Regions from separate parts of the Mus musculus genome. Here region 1 is linked to region 2. Evidence: chromatin contacts called from public HiCAR-type data. All regions are on one chromosome and are shown on one strand. Each heading gives the region's core, a stretch centred on a gene start, on an enhancer-like site or on the middle of the called end of the contact. The rest is flanking DNA. Distances are from core to core; before and after follow the strand shown.

Evidence for each region. HiCAR-type assays count read pairs that join an accessible place to other places.
Region 1: a contact with region 2 is called in a HiCAR-type map of astrocytes, with 4 times the contacts expected there. The contact joins two enhancer-like sites. A contact is called at or near these places in 1 of 15 datasets of contacts at CTCF or cohesin (the NIH/3T3 cell line), 3 of 115 datasets of contacts at active chromatin or transcription factors (astrocytes, embryonic stem cells and heart atrium) and 1 of 9 other capture datasets (embryonic stem cells).

The regions. Positions count from the first base shown.
Region 1 is chr3:115,853,608-115,860,238 of GRCm38.p6, reverse strand. No RefSeq gene overlaps it. Among named protein-coding and RNA genes, the nearest start is that of A930005H10Rik, 31 kb to the left of the region's middle. Within about 2 kb of position 3,493, at least 47 of the 459 cell types and tissues checked have an H3K27ac peak or open chromatin away from gene starts, as enhancers often do. A contact at or near this core is called in astrocytes, where this site is marked.
Region 2 is chr3:115,694,245-115,700,449 of GRCm38.p6, reverse strand. No RefSeq gene overlaps it. Among named protein-coding and RNA genes, the nearest start is that of S1pr1, 18 kb to the left of the region's middle. Within about 2 kb of position 4,824, at least 37 of the 459 cell types and tissues checked have an H3K27ac peak or open chromatin away from gene starts, as enhancers often do. A contact at or near this core is called in astrocytes, where this site is marked.

The DNA of each region.
Region 1 (6,631 bases), core at 2,244-4,743, 160 kb before region 2:
TCTCAAAAAACCAAAAAAAAAAAAAAAAAAAAAAAAAGAAAAAAGAAAAAGAAAAGAAAGGAGGTTAGCAGGCATGATACATGCCTTTAATCCCAGCACTTGGGAAGTATAGGCACAAGGATCTCTGTGAGTTTGAGGCCAGCCTGCTCTACATAGCAAGCACCAGGACTAATAATAGAGAGACGCTCTTTCAAGAAAAAAAGAATAGCAGTCACAAACCCAGATCTTTTTGTTGTTGTTGTTGTTGTTGTTGTTGTTTGTTTTTTCGAGACAGAGTTTAATCCCAAATCCTGGGATTAAAGGCATGTGCCACCACATAAGTGTGTATACATATGAGTGGTTTGTGAGGGGAAGACTTGTGGTATAGTAATTTGTTTAGGTAAAATTAAGTAAGGTCAGTGAGATAGTTCAGCAAGGCAAAGGTACTTGCCATCATGCCTGGCCACTGAGTTTAATCCCTGGGACCCATAAGGTGGGAGGAGAGAAGTGGCCACTGCACATTGTCCTCTGACTTTCATCAGTCAAAGGACACACATGCCTCTCTTCCCTCATATAGACACACTAAATAAATAATAAATACGCAAAATATTTACATATTAATCACATTTTAACTAAGAAATTAAGATATCTAACAGCTAAGATAACAATCTTACAATTTAATCTATGGAGACCACTTTGCAACCAGACAATTCCCTGCACTTCACTTCTGTATACCAGATTGTTAACCAATCCCTGACACTATTAATGATACTCTGTTATGCTTGCAGACAGGAGCCTAGCATAACTGTCCTCTGAGAGCCTCCACCCAGCAGCTGACCAAAACAGATCCAGAGTCCCACAACCAAACATTAGACAGAGCTCAGGAAGTCTTGTGGAAGAGTTGGGGGAAGGATTGAGGAATCTGAAGAGGGTAGGGACTCCATAAGAAGACCAACAGAGTCAACTAACCTGGACCTTGGGGGCTCCCAGAGATTGAGCCACCAACTAGGGAGTATGCGTGGGCTGGACCTGTTAGGGTTCGAGATCATAGGAGAATAATACCCCAAACTCAAATAGTATGCAAAAGCAAAGAGTTTATTCAGCAGAATTTCCTGCATGCATGTGTGGGTTTCCCCACTTGGGAATTGAGAGCCTTGGTGGACTAGCAGGCCCAGCTTTTATTGTCAGGGGAATTCCAGGGAGGGGCGTGTGCCCTTTTGCCTTGATTGGTTAGCACTATCCCTAAGGGTTTGACTGATTTTATAACTGGTTGGGCTCAGGAGACTTCCCAGGGGGTGGTTTACTCATTCTAGCTACCTATTCTTACTTCAGGCCAGATGAAAAGGTGCCCTTGGATTGGCTGCACACTGCTGTGGTTGGCTGACTATGGATTCTTGGATTCCGATTCTCATTTCTGGGAAACAGAAACTTAGGCCTAGCCTCCAAAATTGCCAGTTTGCCGCCTGTCGTGGAGTCACCTCTGCTCTAGCTAACTTAGTCCTCTCAGACCTAGGACCCCTCCCCCCCCACGCACATGAAGCAGATATGCAATGTGGTATTCATGTGAGTCCCCCAACAACTGGAGAGGGACTGCCCCCGAATCTGTTGCCTGTCTGTGGATCCTGTTCCCCTAATTGGGCTGGCTACCTTGTCTGGCCTCCTGCAGTGACTTGATGTGCCAGGGTGGGGTGATATCCAGGGGGTCCTTTTCAGAGGAGAGAGAAGAGGAGGTATTGTGGGGGGGGGGGAGTCTGTCTGAGGAGGGACTAGGAGGAGGGGGTTGAGATCAGCATGTAAAGTGAGTGAATAAATTAATGGATGAGAAAACATGTGTACAGGGGATAACACTGGGGCAGAAGACTGGGTGACTGGAAGGGATGAACCTTGAGAGGAGACGAAGCAGCAGCGATAGAGCCAGCATCCTAAGGCAAAGCTCTGAAGCACACCAGCATAGATAATGGGGATGGGGATGGAGGGGGCAGGGACAGGAGAAAAGCAGGAGTAGTGAGGGATAAAACAAGAGAGGTGAGGGCAAGGCGGCCAAGTGTGCAGGGCCTTAGGCTACGGTAGAGATTTTGAAATTTGTGTCCAATGAAATGACTTCAGAAGCAAAGACTCCCTCCTAAAATTCAAGGAGCCCTGAAACAAAATGCCACAGTGCCCCCTCTTAACCAACTAAGGAGAACGGTCTCTACCCTGAATTATATTCTGAGTGGAGATGATTCTGTAAGATTACCAATAGTTCGGTTTTAGGAAAGGAAGAGTTGCCTAGTGATGCGACGGGGTCTGTGGTCGCTAGAGTTCTTAGAACAGCTCGACAGTTTCTCGGGGTTTCTGACTTTCACCTCTCTAAAGTGTTTGGCAGAAAGTTTCAGTAAAAGACCGCTGGTATTTTCCTAAGACTTTGGTGTATTATTGCTCTGACTCCGGTGTCAGAGCACCCGTTCTATTAGCCGTTCAATCTCAAATCCAACAAACATCTACTTTGTGCCTGTTACATTCCAGGACCCATGGAAAGTACTGACAGATGTGCGATTACTTCCGAATTCATGTCAGTCAAGGGACTGAGATTTAGACATAGGTAGGGGGTGATGTAGCAGCTGCCCGGTGTGTACTTGATGGGCAGTTGGACGGATGACAGATGGCAACTGTGAGAATGGTGCTGCTTCTGTCTGAGGATGTCAGAACGGAGCAAGAATTCATGTTTGACCATCAGCCCCATTAGGACGGGAGACGGCTCATCTTCTTTCCTGGATCTAGTACAGAAAACTATTAATGAATAATTAATAATTATTCATTATATTCAGAATAATTGATGCTCAGTAAAATTGTATTGAATGAATGAATGAATGGGATGTTGCATAGAGTGAAATGGGCATAAGGTTTGTTCAGGAGATAGGTCACACTATTGACAAGTGCAAGAGAGCTCGTGCAAACTGGACAACGATGTGAAGCCGTAGTAGCAAAACGATTTCCGTCCAGATTTGTGAAACAACTACATTTTTTAAAACACAGAAATGTCTATTTTCCAAGCTCATTCAACTAGTATGTTTACAAGCAAGAACTCTGAAATCAGTGTAGATTGGCACTGTCCTAATGATACAAAGATCCGCTTGAGTAAACTTGGTAGAAAAAAAGAAAATTACAGATTTTGACACCCAGCAAAAATGGAGTATCTTTCTCACTCGTTGTTACATGTCAGCCTTCATCAGGTACAACAAACCCTGGAAGTGATTTGCACTGAATGACAAACGAAATTGGACAAAATTCACTTAAAACTGGTTCACACCAGCTTGCAGCGTGTACTATTAACAGCTAAGATCAAGTCACAAAACCCTATTTTGAGGAGAAAGGGTTTAGTGAACCCTAGAAATTGGGTTTGATTTATGCCAGCAAATCTGCCTTTTCAGGGCTCGAGATTTCTAAGGAAGAAAGCCACAGTTCTTACCAAATGGTTTCTAAGGAAACTCCTTACCCCACAGCCTCTGAAAACAATTTGGTCGTTAATGAGAGCTCCTTCTCACGGTGGGAAAGTGTTGACTAAAAGAAAAGGCTCCTAGACTGGGCAGGCAGTCTGTAAAGATGTTCAGTGTGCTGCAGTCACCTTTACCAAGTTTCTACTCTGAGTAAACATTTTTAGGTCCCGTTTCACAGTCGTCCTTACTCATAAGGATACTTTTCTGAGGAAGCTGGGACAGTAGCTGAGCATACCCGCTGACAAATGAGCTTGCACATGCATTCAAACAAGCTGCATTCCAGAAGCTGGCCACTCCATTGAGATTTTTGGCTGGTGTTGGAATCCAGCAATGTAGGATTTACATATGAGTTTTAAATGATAAATATTAAATTAGCATGAATAAAATAGATCTAAAAGCCTAGACAGCATTGCATATCTTGAATTATGTTTTTAAAATGTACTCTGAAGTGTCAATAAGTTATTCTTATTTTTACTTCAAGTTTTTCACCCCAAATTAGTTGCAGTTTTAATTACAATCCTTTTTATAATAACTTCATGATGCCTTTTGATATATAATGAAACAGCCTGGTAGTTAAAGACAGATGCTAGTTACTCTCAATTTGTACTGAAGTCAGATTTCAAAAATCCTTGCCTGCAATTTCTTGATAACCATTAGGTAATAAAAGCAAAGGAAATTCATTCATAAGTATCAGTAGACTTTTTATTTCAAGCTGTATTCAGAAACATGAATGAATAAATGATAGGAGCCAAAAATAAAAAATAAAAAAAGCAACCATTACAAATTCAGAAGAAAATGTTTAGAAATCTTTCTTGCCCTGGGAATGTTGTCCATTTTCAAGTCTTTGTTAAAATATAACAGTCAGTTGTTGAGCCACTTGGAAACCACTCAGGGCATCACTTTGTCCATAGCTGCCGTCAGTCCATCTGTCCCCAAATACGTTTTCTGCTTTAGACTTCTGTGCGGAGGAGAGCTGCCAAGCTTCTTCTTGCCCTCGGTTGCTCTCCTCATCTGACTGCTACCTCCTTTCTCTTTCTCCATGGGTCTTTGAACTTCCTTCGCCGAGGACAGCCGCTTTCATCTGTAGCTGCTTTGGATTGGGGAGCGAACATTTTTTTGCCAATGAAAACAAGGGCAATAAGAAAACCAGAAGAGCTGCAAGGGCTCTGCGTGTGTGACAGCTCTCTGGCTGCCCACATCGGGTCTTCTTGCATAAGAGAAAGTGCAGTGCAATTTTATAGAAAGTAATGATAATGCTCTTGCAGAACAGTTTCTGAAGTTGGTTTTGTTTTTTTGTTTTGGTTTTTCGAGACAGGGTTTCTCTGTATTGCCCTGGCTGTCCTAGAAGTCACTTTGTAGACCAGGCTGGCCTCGAACTCAGAAATCCCCTGACTCTGCCTCCCAAGTGCTGGGATTAAAGGCGTGCGCCATCACACCCGGCTTCTGAAATTGGTAAATCTTGCCAGATACATGGTGACAACGGTGAAGATGTCAGTCCATCCAAGGTTTCTGGGATGGAGAGTAAGAGCCGAGAACAGGGGGTGTGGATGTGACAGATACCTTACGTGCTTGTGTGGAATTTGGACAGTGAGCGCCATTATTCTGCACAACCAACACATGGTAGTCAGGTGTTTTAAGTGATGTCAAACATATTCTGTCTCATTGTTGCCCTTCCTTTTCCTGTTTCGGTCACCTTGTATCAGGCACTAGGTCCAAATGTAGCCCGCCTGATTTTCTCTTGAAACATGTCATTACTAGCAAACAGCAATTTGCATTCTAGGTGAAACGTGATGTCTGCATGACAGGCCATTGTTACACCTGCTCTTGTCTAGAGCCTAAAGATTGCACGCAGTGATGAACATGAGGACTCTAAGCCGAAAGATGGCTGGCTTTCTGTTCCCTTTCCTCATCTTTTCATCCCATCTGCTTTGCTCTTTCAGACACACTGAATGAAGTGAAACTTGCTCTCCTCTGAGTCAAAAGGGCAAAGTGGGGTTTCATGAGTTCTATCTACATGGGTCAAAGCTCCGAACTGTTGCTATTTGGGACTGGGTAACTCTTCCCTCTGGAAGGCCCTCCTGTGCTTTATAAAACTTGGGTCAGTATCCTTGGTTTCTGTTCCCCAGAGATGTGGTGACCAAAAATGTCTCCACACATTGTCCAATGTTCCTGGAGAAAAGTCATCCCAAATTGAGAGTTGACTTTAAGCTATGGACACCATGCAGTGTGACTAAGATGTGGTCTTCTGATGGGTGTGTATCTTGAGTCTGCCATGGTCTTTAATGTCCTCAGTGTGTACTTTGTGCCAAATATTAGAAGAACCACAATGAGTAAAACAGCCCTCAACTTGAAGTAGCGTGTAGTGTGAGGTCAGAGAGTTCAAGAGCATTGGTTCTCCACTTCTACCCTGGGGATCAAACTCAGGTGGAACTCAGTGCCTCGAATTTCCTCCACATCTGTAATAAATGTAGAGAATTACCTATATGTGTATGCTATTAAGCTACCTCCAAGCACTGGGAAATCTTAATAGTTTTCTTTAAAGTTTTTATTAAATAACTGATTGTCTTAGGGTTTTACTGCTGTGAACAGTCTCCATGACCAAGGCAACTCTTAGAAAGAACAACATTTAATTGGGGCTGGGCGATCAGAGGTTCAGACCATTATCATCAAGGCAGGGAATGGCAGCTTCCAGGCAAATGTGAGGCTGGAGGAGCTGAGAGTTCCCTCTCCTGTTTTGAAGGCTAGGAGAAGACTGGCTCTCGTGTGGTCTGGAGGAAGGACTCGTGGCCCTCTCCCACAGTGACACACCTACACGAACAACGCCACAGCTCCTAATACTGCCATTCCCTGGGCCAAGTGATCATACTGATGCTTGTACAAAGGATAGATTCAAATGCATTGTTTTGTTTTACTGATGTGATAGTCAATTACTTTTATGTTTGATATTTTTTTCTCTGTATCTTTCATAAACCCACACTTGTGTTGTGGGTTTCTGTCATATGCAGAGAGCTCTTATTGTTTGAACAGGTGTCCACACTTTGAACATTTTTCTGAGCCCATTCAGGTTTAAAAGAATAATTGTTGATTAAGAAGATGTCGCAAAGCCAGGCGGTGGTGGTGCACGCCTTTAATCCCAGCACTTGGGAGGCAGAGGCAGGTGGATTTCTGAGTTCGAG
Region 2 (6,205 bases), core at 3,575-6,074:
GCTCAGGGCTCAGACCCTATCCTTGCACATAGTAGGATATTTGTGTACACAACCGTAATGCCAACACTGCCAAAGTACTTCCAGGGCACTGGACCGTCTAGATCATCCTTAGCCTCACTAACATCCCAACATGAGCGATATGAAAACCTTGTCTCAAAACAAAGTGGCCAAGGCCCTCTTGGGTTACAGAGCAAAATCCAAACCAGCTTAAACAACCCAGTGAGATTCTGACTCAAAATTAAAAAAATAATAAAATAAAAAGCAGGTCTATAAGAGCTCAATGGCAAGGGGGTTTGTAGCTAAGAGTCACAATTGGAGTTCAAGCCCTAAGGCATCCTCTGACTTGATGTATTGGATGTGGCATGCATGTGTGCAAACCCCTCTAAATAAATAAATAAATAAATAAATAAATAAATAAATAAATAAATAATACATAAATACATAAATAAATAAATAAATAAATAAATCTTTTAAAAATTCATTTAAAAAATTAAAAGAAATAAGGGAAAACATTAAAGTTTTTAATTTATTATTTATCTTACATGCATATGAACTATGTTTGAATGTATGTGTGTGTACCGCATGTGTGTTGGTGCCTGAGAAGCCACCACAACTGCTTCTGGTCACATTGGGATCAAGTCCTGGCACCACTGCCTGAGTTCCTTGAGCTCGGTGCAGGTCTGACTCACAGAACTGTGCATGTTTTTTTTTAGTATAGTAAGTTTACATTAGACTTTGCGTCTCACCATCAAATAAGAACGCACTGGTGGGGAACTCACATTTAGAGTGAAGTCAATCATAGCAAAGTTTCAGTTCTTTCCTTTGACTTGGCCTCCATTCAAATCTACCTTCGGAAGCAAGAGGGCTTTTTATACAAAGGAAGCTTAATACATCAGGGGTCACTATGGTTTCTCTGTGTTCTATTCACATTCTTTACATCTGACTGTATAGATTCTTCTGGAATTTGGAGGAAATCCATGACACTCAGTTTTACTGCAGAGGCTATGATACCATTCCAAAAAAAAAAAAAAAAAAAAAAAAAAAAAAGACAATATCTCCTTTCCCAATTCCTTTTTTGGTAAAGCACAGATTTTGAGGTTGCATCTCTGGTTCCCATTTTTTGGAACCAGCAGGGTGTCCAGAGAACTTGTGGCTGGCCCTGTAGTAATCTCTCAGGATCCATGTCATTCACATTCCATGGCTCTCAGTAGGCATCAACAATCAACAGCCCACAGGAAGGCAGAGTTTTGCTTTCCACTTATGAGAGAATGAGGAGGCTCTGTCAAGGTAGAAAAGGAAACAAATCATAAGCCCCTTTATGGGATGAACTCACATGGATGTATAAGTATGTAAACTCTTTCCTACAAGAAGATCCCAATGGAGGGGTCTGGCATGCACGCTGACAACTAATGTATACCATAGATCAGCAATATGGAGGGAAAAAAAATAGGAATTCTCAAAGAAGCCAGGTTGTGAACTTTAGAGAAAATAATCTATTCTGGTTAGCTTGGTTAAGATAGGAATTTCTATGATTATATTTCTTATAGAGCTGGATATATTAAAATTTATAAATATGGGTTAGGGATTTAGCTCAGTGGTAGAGCGCTTGCCTAGCAAGCTCAAGGCCCTGGGTTTGGTCCTCAATTCTGGAAAAAAAAATGTTCTAAAGAAAATGAACAAATGTCTTTTGAGTCATAGTTCTGAAGGCTTCAAGTGCAATTTTTTTAAAAGATTATTTTTTGGTTTGTGGTGCATGTGTGTGTGTGTGTTTGTACATGCATGTAGATGCCCTTGAAGACCAAAAGTGGGAATGTGAGCTATTGGAGCTGGACTTCGAGGCAGATGTGAGCAGCCTGATGTGGAAGCTAGAAAGTGTCCCTGGGTTCTCTGAGATCAGCAAGTACTCTTAACCACTGAGTCTCAGGGCAAGATCAGTACGTCAGTACGTCAGAAATTGTCATCTTCCCTCATAACATGGTAGAGGCAGAGAGAGAGAGAGAGAGAAAGAAAAGGGAGGAGTGGGGTTAAAAGAGGAGGAGAGGGCAGACAGTTGTTTTCAAAGAGAATTGAAGTAGAAGCACTTACACTCACCAAGCTCTGTCTAAATTCTGCTTTACGTATGCTGACATAGTCCTTTAGAGTGTGAAAATGGTTCCAGGGATTTGTTGGTTAATTAGCACACCTTAGAGAGAGTGGCATTTATAGAACTCACAATACAGGGAGTTAAAAAGCAGGGGCGGAACTGAAACAAGGCCTCCGGCTTGCCATGATACCCTGATTCCTGGTGGAATGCACTGGCTTTCCAGACAGTATGAGACCATTGTTTTGTCTCAAGGTCCCTAAAGGCAGAACAGACAGTGAGATCAGCTTCCTGAATAAACCTGCAGGCCGTGTAACCAGTTGAGGAACCTTCAAGATATTCCTTTAGTATACATTGACAGTCTTTTGGAACTTGAGATTTCAGTGCAGTGGTTCTTAACCTGTGGGTCACAATTCTTTGGGAATTGAAGGACCCCTTCACAGGGGTCAAATATAAGATATCCTGCATATCAAAAATGCACGTTCTGACTTATAATAGTAGCAAAGTTACAGTTAGGAAGTAGCAATGAAAATGATTTTTGTGGTTGTGGATCACCACACCTGTGGTACTGTATTAAAGGGTTGTAGCATTAGGAAGGCTGAGAACGACAGATCTGGGGTTTCATTTGGACCTAACAGTTCTGAACTGTGGCTACTTCTGAGCATCAGGCAGAGAACCCATTGGAATGATACAGCTAGCAATTAATTTGAACATAAATGCCTAGCCCAATGGAGAAATCTGTCATACCTCCCCATGCCCTACCCCCCTCAGCCAGGATTTTGTGGTCACTTGAGAGTGTATGTCAAAGGGAGCTGGGGTTTGGTGCATTATATTCAGATTGTTGCTCATTTTGTACTTTGTTTATGTGCTTAGGTTTTTGAGATAGGGTCTCATATAGGACAGTCTGGTTTCAAACACAACGTCTAGCCGAGGATGAACTACAGCTTTTCATCCTCCTGGATGAAGTGGCCTTAACAGTAGCCAGCAAGGATCTCAGGGAGCCTGCTTTACCATCAATATAAATCGGTGCTCCAGGGAGAGCTCTCAGGCCTGGGTTATCTACCCAGGAGTCTACTCTGGGTACCAAGGCAATCCCACATTGGAGGAGGTATTTTTTTTTCTCCTAGGCTTTGACAAACATGGTGGATTGGAAGACTAGAAAAGCTCAGGTTCTAGGACTCTGTGGATGAAGATTCTTCTTGGCAGGTATATATTATCATCAGAAACTACTGCATGTCTTCACAGGGGCCTCCAGCTCCTAGAGATCTGCTGAGTAGTGATGGCAGACACCCAAAGACGCAGCTCCCAGAACTCTCTAAAGGATGCTGTCCTAATGTATTAGCATGATGGGAAAGTAAGGCAGGTAAAGGCATGATGCATGTGGAACACTGTCCAAGTGTAAATACTCCTCCCATGTTCCTTTCAGAAATTTCCTTAAAATTTAAAAGCATAAAAAAATATGTTGGCAAAGTTTTCATAGTGTCTGAGGTATATATAGACTGCTGGAGAAGACCATCAGTGACTGAAATTTGGACCCTGTGTGTTACAATACTTACCTTATAGGCAAGATTATGACCTTATAGGCAAGACTAGCAATAATGGTATGACTGGTTTGGGGGTAGCCAAACACTCTCTGATTGGATCTGAGGCCTACCCTATGGCAGGAAGATCATGCCTTGCACCTCTACATGGGACTTCTATGTCAACCTTACTTCCTTTTCCACAATGATCAGTAACCATCATGGAAAGAGGGCATGAAGAAGTGCTTGAGGAGGGACAGGGCAGAGTGCTGTGAAATGCTGTCTTCTGGACATGACATAACCATGACACTCAGGAACTCACAACAGCAGTGGTTACCATACACACTACCTGTACAAGATCAATAGTCCATTGTGGAGACACCCGCCCCGCATGAAGAATTATTGACAGTTGGGGAAAGGAGTCATTGTCTTCAGAGTCACTGGTAATTTGCCTGTGTTGCTGTAAAGATCAACGTCCACCTCCCCCACCCCCAATGAATGCAGATCCTCGTGGCCCTAATTAAACTCAGCTATCAACTCCCCTCCAGAAGACTCAAAAGTAGGAAAAAAACTTGTTTGGAAGAAGGGTTCAGCATGAGGGGCAGGAAGATGAGAGATAGTAATGTGTGACTATGATCAACATATACTATATGCATGTAAACAGTTCTAAAGATTTACTTATTTTTTATTTATATAAGTACACTGCAGTTGTCTTCAGACACACACCAGAAGAGACGTCAGATCCCATTACACATGGTTGTGAGTCACAATGTGGTTGCTGGGAATTGAACTCAGGACCTCTGGAAGAGCAATCTTAACCACTGAGCCATCTCTCCAGCCCATGTAAACAGTTCTAAAACAATATTTAACACAAGTATGTTATCAGGTCTGATTTTCCCATTCCAACTAGCTATATACAGTGCTTCTGCGAATGTATGTATACTACTCTCTGGCTCCTGAGCACGAAAAGTCAAGGACTAATGAGTTAAAATAACTTCCCCTTAGACACAAGACCAAGATGAGCAGTGAAGCTGAGGGCTTTGGCTTTGGCTTCCTTGGGGAAGTTGAGAAATTTCCTTAGTCTTGGACACACAGATTGTTCAAGTTAGACAGAACCTCCGAGATCTATATATCCAATTGTCTTTTCGTAGAGATAGGTGGCTTGCGATAACTTTCTTCTTCCTCTTTGCCCAAGCCATTTCGCAACCACAGTCCTATTAACGGTGATCAAAAATGAGCTGTTGTGTTTGTGTTTGTAGGTGACACAGCCCCTGGCCCGGGTCTGTTCAGATCTAGCCAGATTTTCTTTAGAACCTTGGAATGCAAATCTTGGGACTGACAGTGATTCTGCTCTCTGGCTTCAGGGTGACTGAATTTAGAGAGAGCAGGAGATCAAAGCTGAAGGGTGTGGTGAATGCTAATGTAGATGAACAGATGATGGTTTTTGACCAAGCATCTCACCAGAGGCAGAAAGAGAAGGCTGTAATTTGAATGGATGGTGAAGTCTTTTGTGGTTTCTGACGTCATTGGAAATCCAAGAAAGGACTTATTTTTATGCAATTTGGCCCATTTTGTTTTCTTAAGCCTTGATTGCACAAAGCTCAAGGGTTCTTTTGACCTTAAAAAGTGCTTATTTCAGTTAAAGTGCTGATTAGGGTCATGTCTTCCCTTTTCCACACCCCCCCCCCCCCTGCGGAATTTCATTTCGATTCTCTGCACAGTCCTTTCTGCTGCTCCTGACTTCTTTCTATCCAGGCAATTAGTAGCATTTGAACCTAGCTCTACACTAGCTACAACATCAATGTTGCATTCTCAGAGAGGTCAGGGCAGCGGCAAGAATCTTTCTTTCTCCTCTTTACTATTGGAGGCAGACCTTCACCTACCACTAGATAGTTCAAGCTATCCTGAGGCTCACAGCCATTCTGTCTCAGCTTTGCAAATGTTTCAGCTCTACCACACCTGGCAGGGAAAAACTATTGTGTATTCTTTTTGCTTTTAAGGTGTGTGTGTGTGTGTGTGTGTGTGTGTGTGTGTGTGTGTGTGTGTGTGTAATCCAGTTACCACAGAAAACATCAGAATTTTTCCTATAAAATAAAGTATCTTTTCCTATAAAAGACAAAAGTATCATTAAAGTTTCTTCCATATGAAGACTTTATCTACTTAAAAGAAAAATACATAAAACAGCAAAACAAAACCTAACAAAACAAAACAAAACAAGACTCACAGTGGATAGTTTGGCCTATTTTTGTATCCTATTCCTAGCATATTGTTTACTAAATGTGGCCCAGGAAAAATATTAAACTCCAATTAATTTCACACTTTCTTTCTTTCTTAAGCTATATTTTGATTTTTGTGATTGCATATACATGTGTCTGTCTGTGTGGGTGATGCACGCACATCAATGCAGCTGCCTTCAGAGGTCAGAGGATCGTGCTTGGTCCAATGGAGCTCAAATTAATTACAGGCCATGTGAGCTGTAGAGATAGGTGGCTTGCGATAACTTTCTTCTTCCTCTTTCTCCAAGCCATTTTGCAACCATAGTCCTATTAACAGTGGTCAAAAATGAGCTGTTGTGTTTGCGTTTGTAGGTGACACAGCTCCTGGC